Regions from separate parts of the Mus musculus genome. Here region 2 is linked to region 1. The links are chromatin contacts, called in public HiChIP or PLAC-seq maps. All regions are on one chromosome and are shown on one strand. The core of a region is the stretch at or near the end of the contact, and the rest is flanking DNA. Distances in the headings are between cores, read along the strand shown. Region 1 holds the start of Ahr (aryl-hydrocarbon receptor). Region 2 has its middle 55 kb from the start of 9130015A21Rik.

Region 1 (5,351 bases), core at 1,308-3,807:
AATCATACTTAGGCTAATAATATTGGTGCTTAGACTGGCTTTGAACTTGTAGACTCCTTCCTGACTCAGCACACTATGTGCCGGGATTGCAGGTGGGAACCATGAAGCCCTATAGAAGCTATGGGGGACTTTACAAAGCAAAGCCCCTCAAGAACTGCTCTCGTTGTTAGCAAGTCCACCACAGCCCTGATCTCATTTCTGCTTGGGCACTTTCTCTGCTTTTCTATAAGTATCTATTGTTACTTATCACCTTTGTCTTTTTTTTTCCTCACAAAGTCAATGACCTCTTCATCTTTTGTAAAGAAGTAGAACAACCCCACTCATCACTCCCATTAAATCAACACTACATTATTATTAATTAGTAATTAACAATGGGGCCTCGCAAAATAGTTCACACTAGTCAGTGAATCTTTGTTCTCTTTTCTCGGCCTTCCTTGTTGAAATAACGGGGCCATTTTTCACCTTCCACTCCACCGGTGGACCCAGCTCTCGGGGTGGGGGGTGGGGGGTGGGGAGTGGGGGTGGGGCTCTTGAGCTTTCCAGGTTTTAGTCCTGGCAGTTCTTTTGCAGTACCCACAGGGCATCACCACACTCTCTTTTTTGTCCAATAGCAAACAGCTTCTCGATCACAGTTCCAGTTTCTACCTCACAGGTTGCCCCATTTACCATCTTTCCTTAGATGTCCTAAATCTATTTCAAACCTAAGAAGCATGAGGCCAGCTTTATAATTTCTTTCTGGTGATTCATGCCATTGTTACCCAGCTGGAAACATAGTTGAGAAAACTATCAATTTTAACTCTTAAATTTGTTTCTAATATTAGCACACAAAGCGATGGGCTTAATGAAATGTATGAATTACCATGCTCCCATTCTGCTGGACGCCCCCCCCCCATTCCTTCCCCCACTCCTGCTGCTCTGCTTGCTCCCACAGGATCCCCTCTTCTCCTTCTGTGTCATGTGTATTCTCCTGCCCTTTCTCTTCTCACCTCCAACCCAAGAGCTCCTTTTTCCACTCTCATGATCGCTTTCCTAGTTTCAACATGTGTAAAAATCAAAATCTAGAGCATACATCTAGAGAAAACATGGTATTTGCCTTCTGTGTCTGCCATGCTTAACACGGCAGCCTCCAGTTCCACTTGTTTACCTGCAAATGCCATGATTTCAGTTTTATTCAGAGTCCCATAAAATGCCATTGTGTAGACGCACTACATTTTATTTATCCATCCATAGGTTGATGTGAATCTAGTCTGGGTCCACTTCTCACTTGTTTTGAATGAAGGGCTATCAGGTATGTGCGCAGGAGAATAGCAGGTCATCTTGTGGATCTGTTTTTAATTTGTTGAGAAACTCTATACAGAGTTCCACAGTGGCTGGACCAGTTTACAACCACCCACAGTGATGCGGGTTCTTCTTCCTCCACAGCCTGGGCACCATTTGTTGTTCTTAGTTTTCTCGCTATCCTTTTCCTTGCTGTTGTGTATCCTCTCTTCTGATCTCTTTCTCAAATCTATAAAACACATCAGACTTCATCTCTATCTCTTCATGTCCAGCATCACCTACCTGACTCCCAAAATTCACTTCTCTGCCTCTATTCTTTGGTGGTTAACAGCGACCTTCCCTCTTCCTTTATCATCTCTGCTGTCTCTTTTCTCTCATCCCCATGGCTGTGCCATTGGTCTTGCAGCTGGTCGATTTCATCAATTTCCCAGCGATTCTCTCTTCCATCTGTTTTGTTCCTGAGTAACAGAATTTCCACCTTTTCCCACAGTGACTTTCCCAAGAAAGATGGAACATCATCTTCCAAATTACGCCTTTAAAAGCTCTCTGTTGTCTGCAGAATGAGACCCAATTTCTTCATTAAATCTTTATGATTTGTTCCTAGATTATCTTTTTTTTTTTTTTTCTTTTTCCTCCCATCAGCTCTACCGTACTACTAACAGAAACTCAGGTCTCTGGTCATAGTCTCAGTACCTACCCTCCAATTTCTCATGCTCTCAGCACTCCTGTGCTTCTTTCCTTCTCATCTTCCTGAAGTCTGATGGAGGAAACGATGTTTTATTGTCTTCTGTAGACATAAAATAAATGTGGGAGGGAAAAGGATTATAAAACTCGTAGCCTTCAAGACAACTAACTTTGCAGGGCATTTTTGAAGTTTTCCCCTTAGAATGCTCTCCAGTCGCAGTTATTTATCTACCAGCTCAATGTAAAATCTTTGTCAAAAATTAGATGACTCAACTCTAGGATGAGCTAAGCTCTTTGCCTGGTAAATCTTGATGTCTGGGTTACAAGGAATTTGCCTAGGCATAATGTGGCCTCACACCCCTTTTGAGGCTGGAAAACAGGTACTGGGCGAACACCACCCCACCCCCAGAACCTCGGACTGCAAGAAGTGTTGGGAGTCACTACGTCCTGCGTCATCACGTGCTGCGAAGAGGGTGGGGCCCTCCTGGGAACCGTGAGGGGCGGGGCCGAGCAGGTGGGGCGGGGCTGGAGCCCGGGGCGGAGCTGCGCGGGGTCGCGGCTGCGGAGGAGCGGGCTCGCGGCGGGCGGCAGCGTGTGTGTGCGCTCCCTTTGACGCTCGGTGCCCCACGCGTGTCCCGGAGAGGCTCAGCCCGGAGCGACCCGGAGGACGAACTGGTGGACGGACTCGGGGGTGGCTGCCAGGCAGGGTTGTGAGCGACGCCGCGGCACAGCGCGGGAGCCGGGAAGCCCTAGAGCACTGCGGCCCCTCCTGACCCTCGGGACCGGGCGCGGCTAGCGTGCGGGTTTCTCCTCCGCGGCCAGCTCGGGCAGCCCGAGTCTCCTCTGTCGCCCGCACCTGCGCGTCGCGGTCGTCCCGCCCTCGGCGGCGGCTCACCTGGGCGCAGCGCGGGCAGGGCGCCGCCTCCGGGACGCAGGTGGAGCGGGCAGGGCGCGGGCACCATGAGCAGCGGCGCCAACATCACCTATGCCAGCCGCAAGCGGCGCAAGCCGGTGCAGAAAACGTGAGTGACGGCGGGCAGGCGCGCTCCGAGGGTGCGGGAGGTCCCCACGCGTGCCGCCATCCAGGAGCTGAGTCTCAACCAATGCGTTAAAAAAAAAAAAATCCTGCTTTCAGGCACCTGCACCTTTACTGCTCAGCGACCTTCCCTGGCTGGTTCGTTGACAGCTCTGACCTACCTAGTGCCGCTCTAGCTTAGTTAGTTAAGCTTGCCTGGAAATCCTCCACTCTAGATCTCCGCTGCCGTGAGCTTTAGGGGACACGGAGGATAAGTAGACAGCTCACTGAGGTGAGATGTTGGGCAGAGCTAAACACGTGTTGTCTTGAAGGAGGGGACCTGTGCCTTTGAAGGAATGTCTTTCTGTTCTTAGCGCCTAGCTTTCTGTTTTGCTCTCTCATTTACTTCCTAGGCAGCAGTTCTGCAGGGCTCGGTGTAGGCGCAGAATTGATAGCAGGTTGGAGTGTGCAGTGGACAGGTGCCCTGGCAGCTTGGTGGCATTCTTAGCCACTCTTTGGTGCAGTTTTCTTCCTCCTTTTGGAGTGCTTTTGGGTCTGTAAAATTTTAAATCATTAAGAAGAGGAAAAAGAACTAGACTGACTTCTAAGTTATTTCTACTCTCTACCTGTAGTTCATTTCCCCTTGCTTTTTTTTTTTTTTTTTTTTTTTTTTTTTTTTTTTTTTTGCCAATTCTGACAGAGATTACAGGCTTTGGTCTTTATTTCCATGGGCTATTTGTATGAGATGGGAGATTTTTTTTCCCCCCTCAGAAAAGAGATTCATGATTGAGACAGGGTTCCATTTAGGAGTTGTCTGTATTGATGCATTCATTCATAATTACCTTGGAGTTTCCACATCTCACCATTTGTTATTTTTTTAAAAAAATAAATTATTTTAGGAACACTTTCAGGCAATCAGTAGTGTGTGTTTTGCTTGAAACATGACAGCTATCACCAAGTGAACCAAAAAAAGAAAACAAAAACAACAAAAAAACCAACTTAAGATTTATACACTGTTTACAAATAGTTACTAGCTTAGAAGTTGGGTTATTTGTGGATTTTAATTCCCCTTAAGAATTTCAACTGTCCTAGTTCCTCAAATCTTGACTTACAAATTAATATTGAGAGGAGATGTCCATGTGTAAATAGTTTGATCAGAATTTGGAAGTTTTATGGTTGGTACACTTTAAAGGACGCAAATGTCGTTGACTCAGCAGTTTTCTACCCCGGCAGTTCTTTGGACCCTGGCTTTCAGTGCTTTAGTATTTTGTAGGACGGTTTCTTTTTGTTAAAACATGTTTGCTCAATTTGACTTTGTTCCTGGCAGTTACAGTTTCCGAGGCTTTCAAGTGCTTGTTCCCTGTTTTCATTAATAGTAATACTAACTCAGTATGAGATGAAAAATCTCAGGTATTATGTACATGGGCATAAAACTTGGAGCTCCGCTTGAGTGTCTAAGTCTAAGTAACTGATTTTCCTTATGTTATTTAAGGACATAAACTGCTTTCTATACAAAGGTCACCATCTTAAATGTTATTCATTATAACGGCGAGTGCTCTTAGTTTCTAGTTAATATAGAGAGCTTCCTTTTTAACACGACAACACTTCCTTTTAGATTAAGTTACACCTTTTATTATATTGTCTCACTATTTGCATTTGATAATTTCGGACAACTAAACTGTTGTCCCCACGAACTTATATTTTATTTTATTTGGTCCTTGACTTCTGTTTATCAGATCTGTACTGAACACCTTTAATCAACTCTGAGCCTTCAAATGCCTTAAAGGTCACCAGCTTGCTTTGTCGAAGACTTTAGTGCTGGCACTTAGGTCCTTTAGTGAAAGTACTTACGTTGTCCCCCCTGAACAGAAAATAGTGAGCTGTATAATCACATAATCAAAGTTCACCCTTAACAACCAGGTCACCAAGCTTTAGTATGAGTCTTTAAGTTAAACTACTTAGCCTGTGTGCAATGAGGCCCCAAATACCTCAATTTCAGGAAAAAACACAAGTGTTGACTGTGCTTTCTAATTTAATTAACTTGTACCCTTTAAGGTATAGCTGTTTTATACGGAGCATACCCATTGTAATTCTAGTGTCGAAAAATGTCATATTTAAATATACAGTTCCGTGAAAATTTGGAGTAAAGTGGGTGACATGATTTTAACCCGAAGTTCTTTCAGTCTTCAAATGAGGATCTAGATGCAAAATAAGCCCCCTCTAGTGGCCGGTCCCACCATGACAGTTATCTGTAGAAGGAAATCAGTTTGAAATGTGTTCAATTCCATCCAAGGACAGTGTTTTGTATACACTACACTGTGAATAGCTGTTTCCTCCTTCTTCAGTGCAATGAAAGTTAGGAAATTAAGAGATC
Region 2 (5,351 bases), core at 781-3,280, 110 kb before region 1:
ACTGTATGACTGTTTCTATTTCTTTAGGGGATATGCGACTGTTTAGATCATTAATCAGATCCTGATTTGACTTTGGTACCTGGTATCTGTCTAGAAAATTTTCCATTTCATTCAGGTTTTGCTATTCCCACTCCAGTGAAGTCTGCCTATGGGGTCAAAAGTCCTGGAGGCAGTCAAGTGGCAAAGAGTTTCAAGGAAACTCAGCCTTCTGGAACCTTGGCATTCTCATAGTCTGTATACTCAAACCTTGTCCCTGCCTTAGTATGGTATATGCGCTCTTTCAGTATTGTTTTATTATAAGTGACTTTAAAGATTAAATTTTGACATAGGTAAGCCTCCACCAATGTTCCAACTTCCTAGAAAATCCTTGTAGCTGATGAGCTTGGAATTCAGTAGGAATTCAGGGAGAATGTTACCTATTCAGTAACATTCAAGTTTACTTCTAGTAGAGACAGTGAAACTAATTAGGCATTACAAAGAACAGAGCTAGAATAGCTCAGGGCTATCTGCAGAGTGATTAATTAGGACAATAGCAGAGTCCCATCCAAAGAAGGGAATACACAATGGCCTAGTGAATAGGTGGATTAGCCATGAAAGAGTTAGTGAATCCCCCTGGGACAGGTTTCTTCACTAGGCCCAAAGAAACTGTATAATAAGATATTTACTAAGAACCCCTGGTGGTGTTTAACAATAGACTAGCATTACACCTGGCTCCATTCTAAGTGGTAAAAGAGGCCTGGTTCCCACCATCTTTTGATGTATGCATTTCTTTTGTTTTGTGTCTCTGTAACTTGGTGGATGTGTCCTGCCTAGCTTTTCTTGTTTTTTTCTTCTGTATAAAAAAGTCCACTTTTCCTTTGGACATTACACTCAGATTTAACACACCCTCTAATGTCGCATCTGTTTGTCACCCCTATTCCCACTGCCTCTATGCCCATCTGTCTGAGACTCTGATTCACACGGATTGAGAAGGGCCAAGTCCATGGCAAGGTTTCCCAATTGTGTTGAGTATAGGCTTTTGTAGTAGGATCTGATGATTTTTTTTATTTCCTCATATTTTCTTGTTATATCTCTCTTTTCATTTCTGATTTTGTTAATTAGCAAACTGTCCCCGTGCCCTCTAATTAGTCTAGCTAAGGGTTTATCTATCTTGTTGATTTTCTCAATTAATTTTTTTAAATTATTCACTTTACACCCTCACTGTCCACCTCCCAGCTACTCCCTCCCCCAACCATTCTGCATCTGCCTGTACCTTCTCTGAGTGGGTGAGACCCCTGGGTATCTCTTCCAGCCCACCCTGGCACTTCAAGACTGTACAAGTCTAGGCATGTCTCCCACTGAGGCCACACAATGCAGCCTAGCTAGTAGAACATATCTCACATATAGGCAACAGATTTGGGGATAGCTCCCATTCCAGTTGCTTAGGACCCATATGAAGGCCAAAGCCATCATTTTAATTTTTGAGATGAAGTTACTATTTTGTGGAGGTTAGTAAGCATAGTACTATATCAAATAAAGAATGTAGTGAATATTTAAAGCATACTCTACTGACAGGTAAACGAAATCGAAGTCATCAATGCATCCCTCTGGCCTCACATGTGCCGCTTGGTATTTTCCATGATTCCTCAAATTTGTTTGTACAGGGTTTGTGATAAAAAAAAATACTGGTTGCTTAACATATTAATTTCAAGGTCTCATCCAGTATCTTAATACAAGGTGAGATAAATATGACGAGTCTTTGATGGAAGGAATCCCCACTGCACTCATGGAAAGTTGCTAGTAAGCTCCATTCATCATTATTTCTGATGTGAGTTCAAGGTTTTTTGTTTGTTTGTTTGTTTGTTTGTTTTAATTACATGTGCCAAAGAATCAAAATACATTCACGTTTCCCCCAGAGGTACATGAGGGCAGTTTCTACTTTATTCAGAAGGAACCTTTTTACACGTTTTGTTTCCATATGACTGTGTGTGCAGACAGTGAGAGTGAAAGGTGTCTGGCTCTTATGACTGGCTCTAGAGTTTGCAGTAAAACATGTGGTTCCTTGCTTAGAAACCTAGAGCTCCTGAGCTGGAAAGAACCTTTGACATCAGTCCCTCAACTTTACAGAAGAGAAAAGCAGAACCTAGAAAACGAAAGCACCTTTTTCAGGGCAGCAGACCCAGCCTGTGGCTGAGGCAGGACTGGAATGTTCATTTGCTTTGTTCTGCTGTTCATTATCCTCCACCATACAGTCCCCGTTTACATACTCACCCTCCAGTAATTTGTTTGACCTGTTAGCTTGTAGTAAGCTCTGTACAGTCCTTCATTGTGTGTACTCAAGGGAGATGCTCTTCTTCCTTTGATGCCTGGTGCCCACTCTACGAAGACAGTTGGGAAGCAAGAGTGTCCTGACCTTAGAATCAACACGTGTTGTGTTTTCTTCTAATTAATTAGATTCTAGCTCTGCAACTCTATTGTGAGTTCTATAACTGGACAGACTTCCTCTTCAGAACTGGTTGCTGCAAACTGAGGGCACACAAGTGGCTTTTATTTTATGGGGCTGCTTTGATGAGTTATTCTATTATCCTTAGCTCTGGTTCTATTTGACACTTTTGGTTTGACTTTTGCTAAAACCACTTATTTTTATGTTATATTGCTTTAAGTAATCTTAAAATACAAATCCTTCTTAACAGAAAAGAAATAGATACATGCATATGGAATTGACTTTTGTAGGTCACTTCATCATCACAGTTCTTTTGATATTAAAGTTTATTTGGATTATGTCTCAAAGTCTTCTCTTGTGCAACTCGATTAGTTTAACATCTTCAGGCTTGGGCTACTCTCTTCTGATGGATTTATAGCATGAACATGACATGATGAAATTAAGTTATTTGTAACTTGTTTATATAATTTGATTTGCCTGAACTATGTCTGAACCTGAATTTAAAACCACAAAAGATAAATAGTGGAATTTGTATAGGAAGTATCCCATACAAATATGAAAATATATTAATCTTCACTTCATTTTTAAAATTCTTCTCTCCAGATAAAATATTTACTTTATTGTGAATTTCCTAGATACTGAGCCATCATTCATGTAGTAGACAAATTCCCTAGAATGTAGACTTTAGCTCTGCAGGATGTTTTTACTCTGGTATTTCATATTTATTACATTGAGAAATCATTACCAATATGTAGTCTTTTATAGATTAACTAAAACTTTATTTATAATTCTAGCTTGTGTTCGCAGTCTGCTCAGGGTCTATAATGCTCAAGCTTGGTTTGAAAGTTAATTTACTTTAGAAAGTAAGGTCAGCTACTGATGAACTGAAAAACAAGATGTCTCATTAGTCATTCCATCAGATTTTCTAGCTAGTCAGCCATGTGAGCCCTTCTCTGACTGTTATGTCTGTAGAACTTACTAGTGTATATTCCAAGGACTAGGAAACAATAGACATGTTGTAAAGATTCTGTGATTAAACAGACAAAACAAAAACCAACTCCAAACAACCTCAAGAAAATAAGTTCCTGGGTAGTAAACCTTATTTATAAAAATCGCCAACTAGAAGAACATTGACTGCATATGTATAGTTCTCATTAAGTAAACAAGACAGGCATCAGGGCATAGCAAGTTGCTTTGCTTATCTCTGAAGAGATCAATACTCAGTATATTATTTTTGTTATTTCAAAAAGTAGATAAATTAGATATAGAGCTATATTATCCAATGATATAGATACTACTTACATGTGGTCACATGATTACTTAAAGTTGACCAGCAAACCTGAGGTATATTTTAAATATTACTTAAGGGCTGACTCTTCCCATATAAAAACACAATTCCAGGTATATTTTGACATAGCACTACTTAGTATATTTAAGTTAGACAGGACTATCATTCTCTAAGTCAAACTGTTGCGTTCTTCAGGTTCAGCTGGGTATGCCTGCAAAGGATTGCCATAGCTGTGTTTGTTTGCTATAGATGTTCCTTCACACAGGAAGTGCTGAGAGGCCGTGGACCCTCATGTGAGTATCCAGTCATCCCTCCCAGTCAGCTGTATACACATCTGCCACAACTGCATATGGCATCCTGAGAAACAAGAATGTATAGGCTGGAAAGAACTAGGGAGGAGGCACCACCCATATAACCATGGGGAGTTATTATCCTTGCTGGGTAAAAACATTCTAGTGTGACTGCTTTAAAGCCACCCCACGTTCCAGTACGGATGCTTTAAGGCCACCCCACTTTCCAGTGGCTGCTTTAAGGCCAGCTACACTGCAAGCTGTAAACTCTTATCCATCACCACAGAACAAAGATTAGCCAAACCATTGGTTCCCTAGCATGAACTTCAGTGGTATCACTGGGACCTTAGAAGGAATGGTAGTCATTATTTCCATCTCTAGAAAAGAAATTTTAGGAACATATTGCAATAAAGTGGTGCTAATAAAATATTCCAATCAAAAAGTTGACACCCATGGATCCTTAATGACCGTTATCAGCCCTTTTCTTGAATTTTTATTTCTCTTTCTGGTTGCTTTCAGTGGAAGTTTCCACAGTGATAAAACGTCAGCAGAAACAACAAACCAATTTTCACCCATGTAATCTAGTTCTCCAGTAGCTTTCCTCTGATGGGTAAGCAGTACTAGACATGGGATGCTTTAATGGAGACACTGAACTGTGAGTTCAATTGAAATCTATTTTCAGTAACTTTAGTGCAGACAGCAGCAATCATGGCAGATATGCTAGGCTGCAAACCTCAAAGGCTGATATTGACATGCTCTTCCTGACCAGATGTTTCTCTCTTCTTGTAAGCAGAGAGGGAGAGAGACAGAGAGAGAGAGAGAGAGAGAGAGAGAGAGAGAGAGAGAGAGAGAGAGGAGAAGAGGAAGCCCCAAGTGAGTACTCTTTTGAGTGAATGAGTCCTGTTGACATAGGCACTGCCATGGCAAGGACGTCAGAGTCACAGACATGAAAGAATCACAAAAGCATCCTCCACCCAATGAGGCTCAGAAGGAACTGGAAAAGCTGTCTTCTGGGTACTGATGGCAAGTGTGAACATCCATATCTACCATAGTTTCTCAGACCAATATTATTGCCTGAAGAGACTGCACCTACTGAGATTAATTAAGCCTGTCTCCTGGATCTAGCTGTGTGCTGTAGACTCTGAGTCTTTGTCCATCTGCATGTAATAACCGTGCCTCTCTGTTTAGCTCTATATAGTAAACACACTGTGCTCCTGGGCACTGTGGCTTCTCCATCAAAGAACCCAGACCACCCAACACCAGATTTCTTTTTGTACATCTGTGTGTTTGTTTTTCTCTTTATTCTCTCACCTCTCCATGTCTCCACGTCCCCAGAGTTGTGGATGGATGC

The links. HiChIP or PLAC-seq counts read pairs in DNA pulled down with a chosen protein or histone mark.
Region 2: a contact with region 1 is called in an H3K27ac HiChIP or PLAC-seq map of stem cell-derived epiblast-like cells, with 2.9 times the contacts expected there. The contact joins the enhancer-like site here to the promoter of Ahr in region 1. A contact is called at or near these places in 7 of 39 promoter capture datasets (the 3T3-L1 cell line, cranial neural crest, embryonic stem cells and 3 more), 1 of 15 datasets of contacts at CTCF or cohesin (CD8 T cells), 13 of 484 Hi-C or Micro-C datasets (B cells, cortical neurons, embryonic fibroblasts and 4 more), 11 of 115 datasets of contacts at active chromatin or transcription factors (CD8 T cells, Th2 cells, embryonic stem cells and 2 more) and 3 of 9 other capture datasets (adipose tissue, liver and pancreatic islet).

What each region holds. Positions count from the first base shown.
Region 1 is chr12:35,532,195-35,537,545 of GRCm38.p6, reverse strand. Ahr (aryl-hydrocarbon receptor) reads left to right here and starts at 2,557. Exons shown (of 11, transcript NM_013464.4): 1 at 2,557-2,984. The coding sequence starts at 2,923.
Region 2 is chr12:35,637,885-35,643,235 of GRCm38.p6, reverse strand. No RefSeq gene overlaps it. Among named protein-coding and RNA genes, the nearest start is that of 9130015A21Rik, 55 kb to the left of the region's middle. Within about 2 kb of position 2,030, at least 49 of the 459 cell types and tissues checked have an H3K27ac peak or open chromatin away from gene starts, as enhancers often do. A contact at or near this core is called in B cells, CD8 T cells, embryonic stem cells and 4 more, where this site is marked.